2 separate regions of the Capsicum annuum genome follow, and region 2 is linked to region 1. Evidence: chromatin contacts called from public Hi-C data. All regions are on one chromosome and are shown on one strand. Each heading gives the region's core, a stretch centred on a gene start, on an enhancer-like site or on the middle of the called end of the contact. The rest is flanking DNA. Distances are from core to core; before and after follow the strand shown. Region 1 has its middle 42 kb from the start of LOC107854800. Region 2 has its middle 58 kb from the start of LOC107870971.

Region 1 (6,608 bases), core at 3,465-5,964:
ACAATATGCAGTCTACTTAAAAATACAAAATAGTCCTTTAAAAATACAAGTGTATCGACGAAAATAGAACACAGATACAAATACAAATAAAATAAAATCACGAAATACAAATACGATATACAGTCAACTATAAAATACAAACACAAAATATTTTTTTAAATACAAGTGCGAATTGTACAATTATAAATGATGGTGTGAACTATAAAAAACATCTACAAGTATGAATTGTAAAATACATACAAATACAAGTGTGAACTATAAAATACAAGTACAATCGTATCAACGAATACAAAAATATAAATAACATTGTAAATTTAAATACGATAAATAATTATGATATTTTCATTATCATCAATGATTTGTACTCGACATAGCGATATTTTTTGAAAATATAAAATAAAACCAAAAAAAAAAAGTATAAAAAAGAAGAAGAAAGAGAAATAAACGTTAGAAATAGAAGAGTACAAAAAGAATAAAAAAAAGGTGAAAAATAGAAGTTAGAGATAGAAGAGTAAAAAAATATAAAAAGAAATAAACAAAAAAAATAGAAATGAAAAAAAAAAGGTTAAAAAAAAACAACAATAGGAAAAGAAAAAGGAAAAAAAGAGAAAGAAGAAAAACCAAGAAAATAGGCTTAAGAAAAAAAAACAAAAATAGGAAAAGAAAAAGAAATAAAAAGAAATAAAAAATAAAAAGTTGAAAAGAAAAAACCAATAAAAAATGAAAAATAAAAAACAATCATATTCCAAAGGCGCTACTTCAATTCAAGCGCAAGCGCCCCCCCCCCCCCCCCCCCCCCCCCCCTTTCTATTGCATAACTTAACAAAGTTATAAATAAAGTACCAAAGTAGTTGCGGGAATGATACGCTTTGGTTACCGGCGAAGGCTTCCAAAGACGACCAGCTTTCCATACTAATTGTTACCTTAGGCTGCTATTTTTTCAATATTATTGAATAACTAAGAGAAATATAAGTTACAAATGGAACTGAGAAAAAAAGTGAAAAAGCGAAAAGCAAAAAAACAAAAAGTAAATAAAAAAGAAAAGAAAAAAAGACTAGAGATATAAAGGGTGTTTGGATGATCTTTTAAAAGTAAAAATTACTTAAAAATAAGTCAATTCAAACACCTTCACAAGAGAGAGAAAGTAAAAAAGTAAGGAAGGACAAGGAACTTATTATTTTACTATTCTACTTAATTTTTATAAAGTGCTGCTATTTAGCTTAATTATGCACTTAAATTTGTATGTCTCATTTTTCATTAAAAATATAATTTAATAATTATTATAAAATATAATTACTACTTGTAAACAATTTAAAAGATACGTATAAGATAACTTTCACAAGAAAATTTCATAATTCAACAAGTTAAGTTTCTAAACTACTAAAAATTCCTTCACTTTTAAAATTTTACAAATATCCCAACATTTACTACTTTTACCTTTATTTAGAAAATAGATGAGATACATATTACAACTCCTGACGACTGTGGTCTCCTTTACCAAATTTAACATCGATTCCTCCTATTTTCACGTCTGAATTTCTGCAGTGATTTTCCTTAGTTTTCTTCCATGAATTCAAAAACTATTTCACTTTCTTCTTTATCAAATTTAACACTGGTTCCTCCTATTCCCTTTCTTCTTATCATATCTTTCAATTTCTACCAAAAAATTAATTTTTCGATTTCGTTTTCTACAAAGTTTTATTTCAGTTTTATTGTTGAATTAATTATTTGATTATTATTTTTTTCAATCTATATTGTTTGATTTTACTTAATGAATAGAAATTTGGTACCATCTTCTAGTCTTATAATCTCTCAATTAGACAATATTAAACAATATGAAGAAGTTGTAAATTTGTTCCTGGTATTTTTTTTAGCAAGATTCTGATGATTTTAATGAAAATAGATACAAGCATAGAACGATCCATCTATGATGAAGAAAATGCATGAAAAGCATGAAAAAACGCTAAGAAAAAAGAAATAACGTGAAAAGCACGTTCAAATCTGGACAATATTATGCCGAGATACATATGTCCTCATACATGATACTTTTGCATGATCTTGTATCTTTGGTGCTATGTTTATGCATTTACCAAATTTCCTTTTCTTGTAAAACAAAACATACATTTTATGTAATTTGTATCTAGGGTTCTGTGTTATTGTGGGTGTATGTATCTATTGTTATTTGTATCTAGGGTTCTGTGTTAATGTGGGTGGAAACAAAATTGATAACGAAAGATAATTTATTTAAAAATTTGGAATCAGAAACAAACGACATGCTTTTGTGGGATTTAATTGATCCTTTACCATTATTAGTTAGGTTAATTGCTACGTTAATGAAAATTTGACTGTTAGAGGTCTTAAATTAAGAAAATTAGTTTACTAATTAAATGTATATGTATGTAACATTAATTATATGTCTTCAATGTCTAAAAAGTGAATTTTTTTAAAATTTTAGGTAAATAATGTTAAACATATCGGAATATAAGTAAAATTTACTATAAATTACCCACAAGATTACTTTTGTTCCAGACTTATCTAGTCTGTTGTTGTTTGAGCCCAAATAAAAGTTGGAAATCTTGGCCCAGCATTACAGAATGATACAATCATACAAAATTCACTGATCATTATTTGCACTATAATTAAAAGGAATTGTTATAAATTTCAAAGTTAAAATTTATCGTGAATTTTCACTTATGAGACTTCAAACTTAAAAATAATAATTATCTCTTAATTACACGAGCATGAAAAATAATTATTTATGAATTTTACAACAAAATGTCATTTTCATCCGGCTTCTCATAAGAAGTTATTTTTTCCCAATATATTATTATATTTCAAGTTAGTGGACAGCGGTGTAAATGTTACAATTTGGACGATTATTCTATAAAATTTATATCATATTAATTTTTAATTATTTTATTTTATATGATCAAAATTAGACTTTTCAACATTGTTCCATCATCTCAGGTTTTTTGGTTATCGGTACGATTTGATTAATTTTGATAATTTTTGAAAAAAAGTATAAAAAGAGAACACGCTATCATATATATTTGTGTATGACTTTGACAAAAACTTCATTTTTATTGTTCAAAAGGTGATGAATCAAGAATATAGATTAATTTCATTATTTTACAGTAGTGTAAACGATATTAAGTTAAGAAAAAAAATATGATTTAGATCACAAAAGTGGAAAGAAATTAATCTACATAAAACTCAAGAACTGAGTCTACTTAAATTAATTATTCAATAAGAGAATTTAAAATTATAAGAGAGGAAAAAATATTTAATAACTTGTAGCATGCTATCTAAAATTGTGAAAGTACCTTGTAGCTTACTAGTTACCACGCAAGAGTCGAGATGTGCTAGAACTAATTTAATTTGGATCGAAGTAGGATAATAAGCTTTAGCATTCGAACTTTGAGTTATAATTTTATTGCTGTTTGTAGTTGCTTCCAGCACTCAAATCTAAAGTAAAACGTTTAATATTTATTATTTTAAAACTTAATATACATAAAATGTATTTTACACACGTATTATTAGATATGATTCGATTGATTTTTATAAAATCAGAAACTTATCAAATTATTAGATACGATTATAAATTTATATAAAAATCGTCGATTTTAATAAAAAGAACTTAAATATCGGTTTGGTATAGTATAATTCGATTGGTTATATCCGGTTTCTTAAAAACCATTGAGACTCGGGTTATACAAATATTATGGACATGAGCAGTATAAACTTTCTTTTTTCTATTATTCTCTAGGAATTGCGATTATTGGAGTAGTATTTTTAAAATATTGACCTTTTTCTATATTTTTTTAAAAAGCAATAATGTACAACTGAATAACTCATGCTCATTTCATAGATGTTTCCTATAATAATAATATATGAAATCACACAAAATATTTTAAATATGCAACATCTTTAATTTGACAAAGAAAAAAAAGCGACCACCTAAGAATATTTCCTTTACGATTTAACAAAATCTGTTATAAAATAAAACCATATAAAATCTTATGTTGTCCATAAATCTTAGTACTAATTGATAGAAATCTATAAAATTCTTATGCCTTAACTAAAAATGGGACCACTTTAGTAGTCACGCAGATTTTTTATTCTTCAGTGTGAATTATATATGTCCCTGTATTTATTTTGTATCTTGTTATTTTTTTATTCTTATAATAATGGTTGGAAGCTAAGCAAAGTTTCAAAGCTGACTGACTACGCTTGAGTAGAGTCCAGACCAACTCGACTTAAAATAAGTCTCTCACTCACAAGTTACCCCTATCTGCATGGAACTAGCTAATAGTGAAGGAGTTCGTTTAAATTTCCTTGAAAAATCATATTTTTTATATAAATTTAAAATTATTTTTTATGTATATATAACAGATATTGAATTTCTTTCGATTATTTTATTTGTTCACATTTTTTTAATTTCAAACTTCTTTAGTTAAGATGTTGACTTCGCCATTGATCTGAGCAAGTCTTTCTATTGCTGTTAGAGAACTTCCTTCTTGTATCAATAAATCATTATTCATTACTGCAGCATCAACATTATTTGATTCCAAGTTCAAAGTAACGCTCAGGAAACATTTTTCTTATAAGCCGAGCGTAATTGAAATTTGAAAACATCCTCCGTAAAGATATGTATTAACCTTTTTAAACGTCTTAGATTACATCTGGTATATTATTATTGTTGTAAAAAGTGGGACCACATATAATATGATGGATCCAAATTCTGTCTGTATGCTGAGGCTGACAGAGGATCCTATCCTATGTTAATTAATACTCATACACCAAATGCTAACAAAGTTAATAATTAGGGGGATTAATAAATAAGTATTTTCTTCATCTCAAATTATTCGTCCTAAATTGAAATAACATATTGATTAAAAAAAATAATTAATAATATATCTAGTTTATTATAGTACCTTTATTAAATAATATTTATATTTTAATTTGAAGAAAAAGTAACTAATGTAAAGGGTAAAACATAAAAAAAGAAATTGCCTCTTCTTGATTAATAAAAAAAGATAAAGGAAATGAGAAATTAAATTAAAAAATTTGAGATAGATAATTTGGGACGGAGAAAGTAAGTAAGCATAGTATAAGAGGCTTAAACTAATAATTTGAGTTGTTCCAAAAAGACAGAAAGTGCACGTGCGTGTTTTGTCCCAAGAAGCATCGAGATATTTGAGTCAAAGATGCAGTGCACGTGCCTTCTCTGGTCAAAGGTCAAATTACATTGCACGAGTCTAACTATGGGCATAAAGATATTTATCAAACTCCTTAAACCATAATTATATGCGCACAAACAAGTGTGTTGAATTGTTGGATTTTAACACAGAAATTAAGAAAAAAATATTAAAGACATAAATTTAATATAATTTTTTATTTTTATTTTAAAAAAAGAAAAAGTTGACTTTGTAATATATTGTTAAAAGTTAATTAATTGTTAAATTATAAGGGTAAATTTGAATTTTTTTTTAATGATTTACTTATTTTAAAATATCAATAAATACTTAATAGAGGGAGTAATAAAATGGAATCCAATCGTGATTCAAATGAGCAGATGGATTTTGTTGGTTTGAACAGGTCCAACATCAGCAATAATTTATAGTCTTCAAAAATAATAATTATCAAGTCGTCTAAAATGAAAAATGATTAGAAAATGATGTATTTTAAGCTGAGAGAAGACATGATCTTAGATAATAGAGTATAGATTTATTGCTCTTACTTGGGCCTCCTTTATTGTCGATGATTTTAGTATTAGTCTCCCAGTTTCTGTTATTTGGATATCATGTTTATTTTTTGTGTTATGAGTACCACATTATCTGTTGTCTTATTGTGCATGTCTATGTAAAATTACATACTATTCTTCATTTTACTTCATTTTATTGTTGATAGTGTTTTTATTTCTATATTTTCTTTTTCAAATTACTTAAATATGCTTTATTTAAAATCAAATATTTATTATAAATAACTTCTCTATTTCGTAAAAATAGAGATAAAGGACTGCTAATAACCCTCTTAACTTCCCCCATCCTAAGATGACACATAACACATGGTATGGTGCTGTTGTGACTAATTTAAGAGATAAAGAGTATATTTAATTTAATAAAAGAAAAAGAATTACTGAAAAGGAAAGCAAGGCTAGATAAGAATTGATGATTGGGAAAGGATAATTACTAAGTAATGCATAAAGGCAAGGTAAGGAATTGCATGTTACTTCCTGCTCAGCTTTGCTAAATTTTTTCCACATGGAAGAAAAGTTAATTAAGCCTTAATAATTCTGTTCACAGCTGTTTTTTTTTATTTGTCCATTTTGCCTTTATTTATTTTTGTTTGCAGAAGATAAACTTCAAGTTGGATTAATTATATATATGCTTATATTTAACATGTTTAATTAACTGCAATTGGGCACTTCCAACTTGTTGAATGAAGGTATATGAGACGGCGTGTGCCCAAGTTCAATTCACTTCGAGCGATTATAAAAAATAAAATATAAATAAATAATTTTGTTATAACTTTTTAATATAAAAATATAAATTTAGTTTTGATCAACTTAATATATTCATGTCTACTAATTGTAAGACTAATTATTT
Region 2 (6,608 bases), core at 1,296-3,795, 64 kb after region 1:
ATTCAAATTTATATCTTCAAAGCATTATTAATAGAGTTACTTTTGTAAAATAAATCTCTAATAAATATTTCATTAAGGGGAATGTCAAATCAACAAGGCAAGGTAAAGGTTAACTAAAATGAAACGAAGGAAGTATATAATCAATATTTAAGAGTTTCATTTTAAAAAGTGAGAAATAACAGAAAAAGTATAAATAGGCAGTTTAGTGTATGAAGCATCCTGCGTTCACGAAGAATATGTGAAAGGGTCGTACCCAAAAATATTTAATGTAGATAATCTACCTAATACAAGCATTAACGGATATTTTAATGACTCGAACTCATACCATATAGGTCACCAAAAAAATATAAAAATGTGAGTGAATTTATTATTTTTGAAGAATGACTCAATTGAAGATCCTTGATGTCTTGAAGATAAATTCTTAGTAGTCGTTTGGTTATGAGTATTTTTTTATTTTTTTTTGAAAAAATATTTCACTTTAGTGAAAAAAGTAAAAATAATAGTGTTTGACCATGAAAATTTCAAATACAATTTGAAATTGTATTTGGAAAAGTGAAAACAAGAAAAACTTGTTTTCACTTTTTTCATTCCTCCATCCCTCACAAAATTTGAAAAATAACTTCAATTTATATTCATGGTCAAACACAACTCCAACTCCAACTTCAATATCAACTCCAAAAAATTCTATTTTCATGATCAAGCGGGGCCTTAATTATATCATGTGGTGCTTTAGTTAGCAAGATAAATATCGTGAACTGATGTATAGTAAGATATTCTAATAATAAAATAAGTTGCACTTGTGTCTAAAGTGAGTGATAATAATTATATTTGTTAATCAGTTTAAAGAAGCTATGATCATAAGTCTGTGAGTAGCATACATGATCTATATCATCGACTTATAACTATGATACATCTCACAAGAAAAGCTATATTTTGTCAATACACAATTCCTTTTGATAGAAATTAACCTAAATGTAAACTACAACGACAATAAAGTATCTAGTGAAATTTCATAAGTGGATATGGAGAGGATTGAATGTATGTATACTTGTCTTGCTATTATCTCATGAAGATAGAGAGATTATTTTCTAGAGAATCATCGGCTCAAGTGCAATAAATCAAAGTATTTATAAAAGGAAAGAACAACGGCGATGGAAACATAATAATTAATTAATAAAGAAAGCCAATACATATCATTCAGAAAAGAAATAGTAACAACATAAAACAAAAGGCTAAAAATTGTCTACATTATGAAATGATGGCGGAGCCAGGATTTTCGCTAAGAGGGTTTATAAGTGAATATAAAAACTAATCGAAGAGGGTTCAACATTTAATATATATACATAAAAAATAATTTTAACCATATATATATAACATAATTTTTCGTCGAAGGAGGTTCGGATGAATCCCCGACAATAGTGTAGATCCGCCACTGATGGAATAAGTATTTATAAATGATTCTTGACGAGTAGAATGAGTCTAAAACCGATGAATTAATCGAGACCGCAAATCTCTGAGATTATGATTATCATAAGAAGGGTTAAAAATTGCAAAGTGCATAATTTATGGAAGTATTTGAACATTTTCTAGTACAAGTTAAGTTGAATTAACTGCAGTTAACTAGAATAAAAAATCTCTTTGCTGGATCAATACGCGAAGAATTTATAAATAATATTTACATTCCATGGGGATTAGTTCATCCCATTCCTTACAAGGGAATTTGGGATCTTGAACAATATTTAGCTAGACACTAACATGTGAAAAATACTTGTTACTTTGAATTCAAGCATAACGTTTAGCTAAGGTCAAATACTTAATATTTTTAAATTTATTGATTGTTCGAGTTTCACTCAGCTTGCTTAATAACTTCTAAAAATTACACAAATACAAACTTATGTTTCCAATATTGCAAAAAATTTCAACTCCCTAAATATATTACAAAAATCTCAATATATACACAGAATATTATGTATATATTGGCTATATTATGTATATTAATAGGGAGAAAGAGTAAAGTAATTAAAAAAATGAAAGAGAATATAATTACTTCCAAAAGGATTGATATATATGTTATTTATACTAATAACTTTAAGGTATATTTACTAAGGTAAAATAACAAAGGTATACTATCAACGAAAATAATAACTAAAAGGTATATTATACTAACTTAACTCTTGATATTTTTGTAAGAACTGAACACTATTAAAAATTATTATTTCTTTAATGTTATGAATATAATTAAAATAATTATTAATTTTGACCTTGAATATTTAAATATTTCTTTTAAAAATACTTTTTTATAATTATAACGAAACTTTAAAATAAGACGGAGCGAATACAATTAAGTAGATATATACTTTAATTTTAACTTTTAGTTACTGATTAAAATTGAATAGGTAAATCTATTAGGAACAGCATGGCACCGCCTTTCATAGCGAATAAATCCATATTTACGTGTTTACTAAATTGGTATTAGTTGAGTATCTCATGCAACGTGGAGATTTGGTTACTCCGCCAATGCAACTTGCCTTCTGTCCAAAATTTCCAATTCTCCTCACGGATGGCTATATGACAAAAATAACATCACCATCATGACTTTGGCTCCATTGGTAACATGCAAAACTTTCAAAGTTTATTGTGATAAGAGATAATTAATTTTAAGAAATTTTTTTTATAATATTTAATTAAGATTAAATTATGAAATAATTTATATTAAAATTAATTATTTTGAGTTTATAGTATTATTATTATTTTTTTATTTTAGAATAAAAAACTTAACTAATAATTTCAGAATAAGTTATTTTCTATAAATTTATTCCCACCCAATCAGGGGTGGAGCCATTTTTGATTTAGAGGTTCATCCGAACTTCCTTCGATAAAAAATTATACTATTTAGATATGATTAAAATAATTTTTTTATGTACATATAGTAAAAGTTGAATTTCCTTCGACTTATTCGTATATTCACTTTTTAATTATTAAACCCCCTTAATAATATTTCTGCTTTCACTGCATCCAACCGCGCCCTAATAGTAAATTAGTAGAGCATAATTAAATGAGAAAATAAAAGCAATGTAGAATTTTTAATGAAATATATCCTGTTTTTTGATAATATACACATCAAGTTGTTGTGGCAGGTTTTAGATACATTGCCTGAAAGAATCCACTTGACCACTTGTACGGCATGTACTCAATATATTCCTCGGGACCTTATTCAGTTGAACAATTTTCATAAATTTTACTTAATTGTTTAATATTTAATTATATTAATATATTTTTATTTTTTTTAAAACTACATAAAATTTAAATTTTAGGCTATTGGATATTACTTATTAGGGTCATGACTGACCGAATATATCACTTTTCAATACATGATAAATCAATTAAATTTTTATGTATCAATGACAGAAATTTAATTTCAACACAAAAAAGAATTTTAATATATATTTTTTACTATATTTTCAATCAGAAACATCACTCTTATATATTTGTACACAAAAATAATACGATATATGATATTTATATATTTCCTTCGATCCATTTTATGTGTCGTCATTTAACCGGGCATGGAGTTTAAAAAAAAGGAAAGACTTGGTAAAGTTTACCAAATTATTCTTTATCAAAAAATGTGTCAATATCTTTTTCTTTTTTAATTAAATGAGACCAATAAGGATAAAAAAGTAATTGTGTCTTTAAAAAGTTGTCTAATAAGGAAAGACGATACTTATTTTGAGACTTACTAAAAAGAAAATGATGACACATAATTTAAGACGGAAGAAGTATTTTTTTAGCCGATCTTATGATGTATCTTCATGTCCTTCACCACTCTATTTTTCACATCCTCAATCTGCAGGTTGCATCTGCCATTAACATCATAAAAATACTTCCTCCATCGAGATTTTTCATTAATTAAATCACGCACAGCAACCAACGAAACCCACCAGCACTTCCAACTATTGTTTCTAAATCGAGAGTGTCATCAGTCGAGGTCGTTGATTAATTCTCCGCTCACCGTAGCTCCTGATCAAGCGGAGGAGGTTTGAGATTAATTCTTCGGTCCTCGATGAGGAGGAGTGTAAGGTCGACATCAAGAAATGCACGGTTGTAGCTTGTATAGATCTGATTGATTTTCATTTTCTGTTACTAACTGTTACATATCAGATATATACTATTCAATGGCCTTATTTATATTTTTTTAGACTTCACCTTGTCGTGATATTATAAGCCCGTTTGGATAGATTGAAAAAAAAGTTACTTTTAAAAAATTATATTTTTGAAAATGCTGGATTTATTTTAAAAATAAGCAATTATATGTTTGGATAAAAGTGTTGAAACTGAAAAAAAAATACTATTGATATATTTGGTAAATAATTATTTTTAAACATTTTTTTTGTTGAAATGTCTGAAATATTCTTATAGTTGTTAATAATATATACAATTGATTATTATTAATTTTTATTGCTAAAATGATCCAAATTAATATATATATATATATATATATATAATATTTTCATGAATGACTATTAATTTATGCGCTAAAAAATTATTTTTTTTGAAAAGTTTAAGTGTTGAATGTTTTAACGTGTTTGAGGATAGTATTGATATATATCTCGAGTTTATCATTAAACAAAATATATATGTTATTAATCATTATAATTATATTAATAGATAAAAAGTTTCATATTCCGAACTTATCATTAAGCAAAATATGTTGTGTAGTGAAAGAAAATTAGGGCTACAAAAGGGTATATTCAGAATAAGGGACAATTACAATGGACATAAATGTCATTTACTTGACCTATTTTAATGGCTTATAAATCTTAAAAAAAAAAAAAGCAAGGAAATGATTACTTTTTACTTTTGACTTTTAAAAAATTAAAATTAATTTCTTTTGAGTAATTTTAAAAATTATCAAACACTTTCAAAAGCAAAAAATAACTTAAAAGTCATTTTTGATCAAAAATAAGCTTACCAAACACCTTCTTCGAAAATAGTCAAAAGTCTCCCCTAAGTTTTACCCCAAATTCTAACTACACACTTATACTTTATGGGGGTCCTATGACCCTCTGATCTATTTAAAACTGAAATTATAATACCCCTAAAAATTGACATGGCAAAAGAATGTGTTCTTTAAAAGAGTGAGCACCCAAAAAAAATAAAAACTTTATTTTCTTTTATATATTAATCATTTATATATAGATATATATTTATTAATTAATTTCTTTGACCTCAATTGACACACACGCTCCTCCTTCAATACACTATCACACTATCGGAGATTAAACACCATACATACACCATCACACAATGCACACACCAGCAGCTTCACAAAAACAGAAAGAAAAAAAAATCACTTATCTTCACCTGTGGGAAATACACAAACATTGACCCCATACACACACTCACATAAAAAATACACACACCGATCGAAATTCATACATACGCTCACATATACACACAGAGATGATGGAAACAGAAAATTCCTCCTATCACCATATCCAAAATCTCTCCACCAGCATCCACCATAATTTGCATTAGAAGACTTATTTACATGCAAATTAGAAAAAAATTGTTACATTCAAGTCAGGTTTGATTTGATTCGACCAAATTTTACCCTGCTATTAATTAACTTTTTCATTCACACTCACAATCTGATTTCGTCCTTTTCATTCGTACTCCTTTTCGTAACAGTATAAGGTGTTTCAAGATGGTTGTTGGACCAAAATCGACTTCTAGAAAGACGAGCATTGGTTCAATAAAACAAATGAATCTGTTGTTGTATTTGCGAGCCCCTAGATTAAGCATTACAAATCTGCAGGCAGGCATCAAATGAGAATAAATGCAAATTTGAGATGGAATTAAGAAACTAAATGCAAACCGTCACTCCACCCCATTTCCACCTCTTTTATCAAATTTGGAGTTAAATTAAGAAATTAAATCTAATGAAAAAAAAGTAAATGGTAGAAATCTTTAAATTATTTCTCAAAACATTCTTTGATTTGGGGAAAATGATAAAAAGAGAAAGGAAAGAAAATTTAATTAGTATTTTCATATTGACTTTTGAGATTGAAGAAAAGAAGATGAAGAGAAAAGGAGAAATGAAGAACAAAATAATGGAGTAATAATTATAGAAGAAAATAAATAGAAAATTGATTAAAAAAATTAAATATATTTTACATGTGTCAAAACGCGTGTATCTCACTCTTCAACATAAATGTGATTGTGACTTTTTAGGATGTTATAATTTCTGTTTTAAATAATTCAGGAGGATCATAAGACCCCATAAAATATAAATGTGTGATTGAAATTTGGGGTAAAGGTTTGAAAACTTTTTGGCCATTTTCTCTTCTAACTATAACAGTAACTTCGTCCTGCCCATGCAAGAAGACTCAACTACAATGTCATAACTGAAAGCCGAATTATAATTTAAAAATATTTTAAATTTACGTTGTTACCACAATAAAATCTTTTCAATATATATATAAAAAAAATTAGACATGTGCTTAATTTAATTTTTTTTCTCATAATATGATGAACTCAATTAACTACACTAGTTCATTTAGGATTTGAAATTTAATAATCTAAATTTTAAGATAAAACAATTATTG

Evidence for each region. Hi-C and Micro-C count contacts between places; a contact is called where the count stands out from the background.
Region 2: a contact with region 1 is called in a Hi-C map of placenta, with 2.6 times the contacts expected there. The contact joins two enhancer-like sites. A contact is called at or near these places in 2 of 5 Hi-C or Micro-C datasets (leaf and placenta).

Annotation. Positions count from the first base shown.
Region 1 is chr5:179,771,812-179,778,419 of UCD10Xv1.1, forward strand. No RefSeq gene overlaps it. Among protein-coding and RNA genes, the nearest start is that of LOC107854800, 42 kb to the left of the region's middle. Within about 2 kb of position 4,715, at least 1 of the 5 cell types and tissues checked has an H3K27ac peak or open chromatin away from gene starts, as enhancers often do.
Region 2 is chr5:179,837,671-179,844,278 of UCD10Xv1.1, forward strand. No RefSeq gene overlaps it. Among protein-coding and RNA genes, the nearest start is that of LOC107870971, 58 kb to the right of the region's middle. Within about 2 kb of position 2,546, at least 3 of the 5 cell types and tissues checked have an H3K27ac peak or open chromatin away from gene starts, as enhancers often do.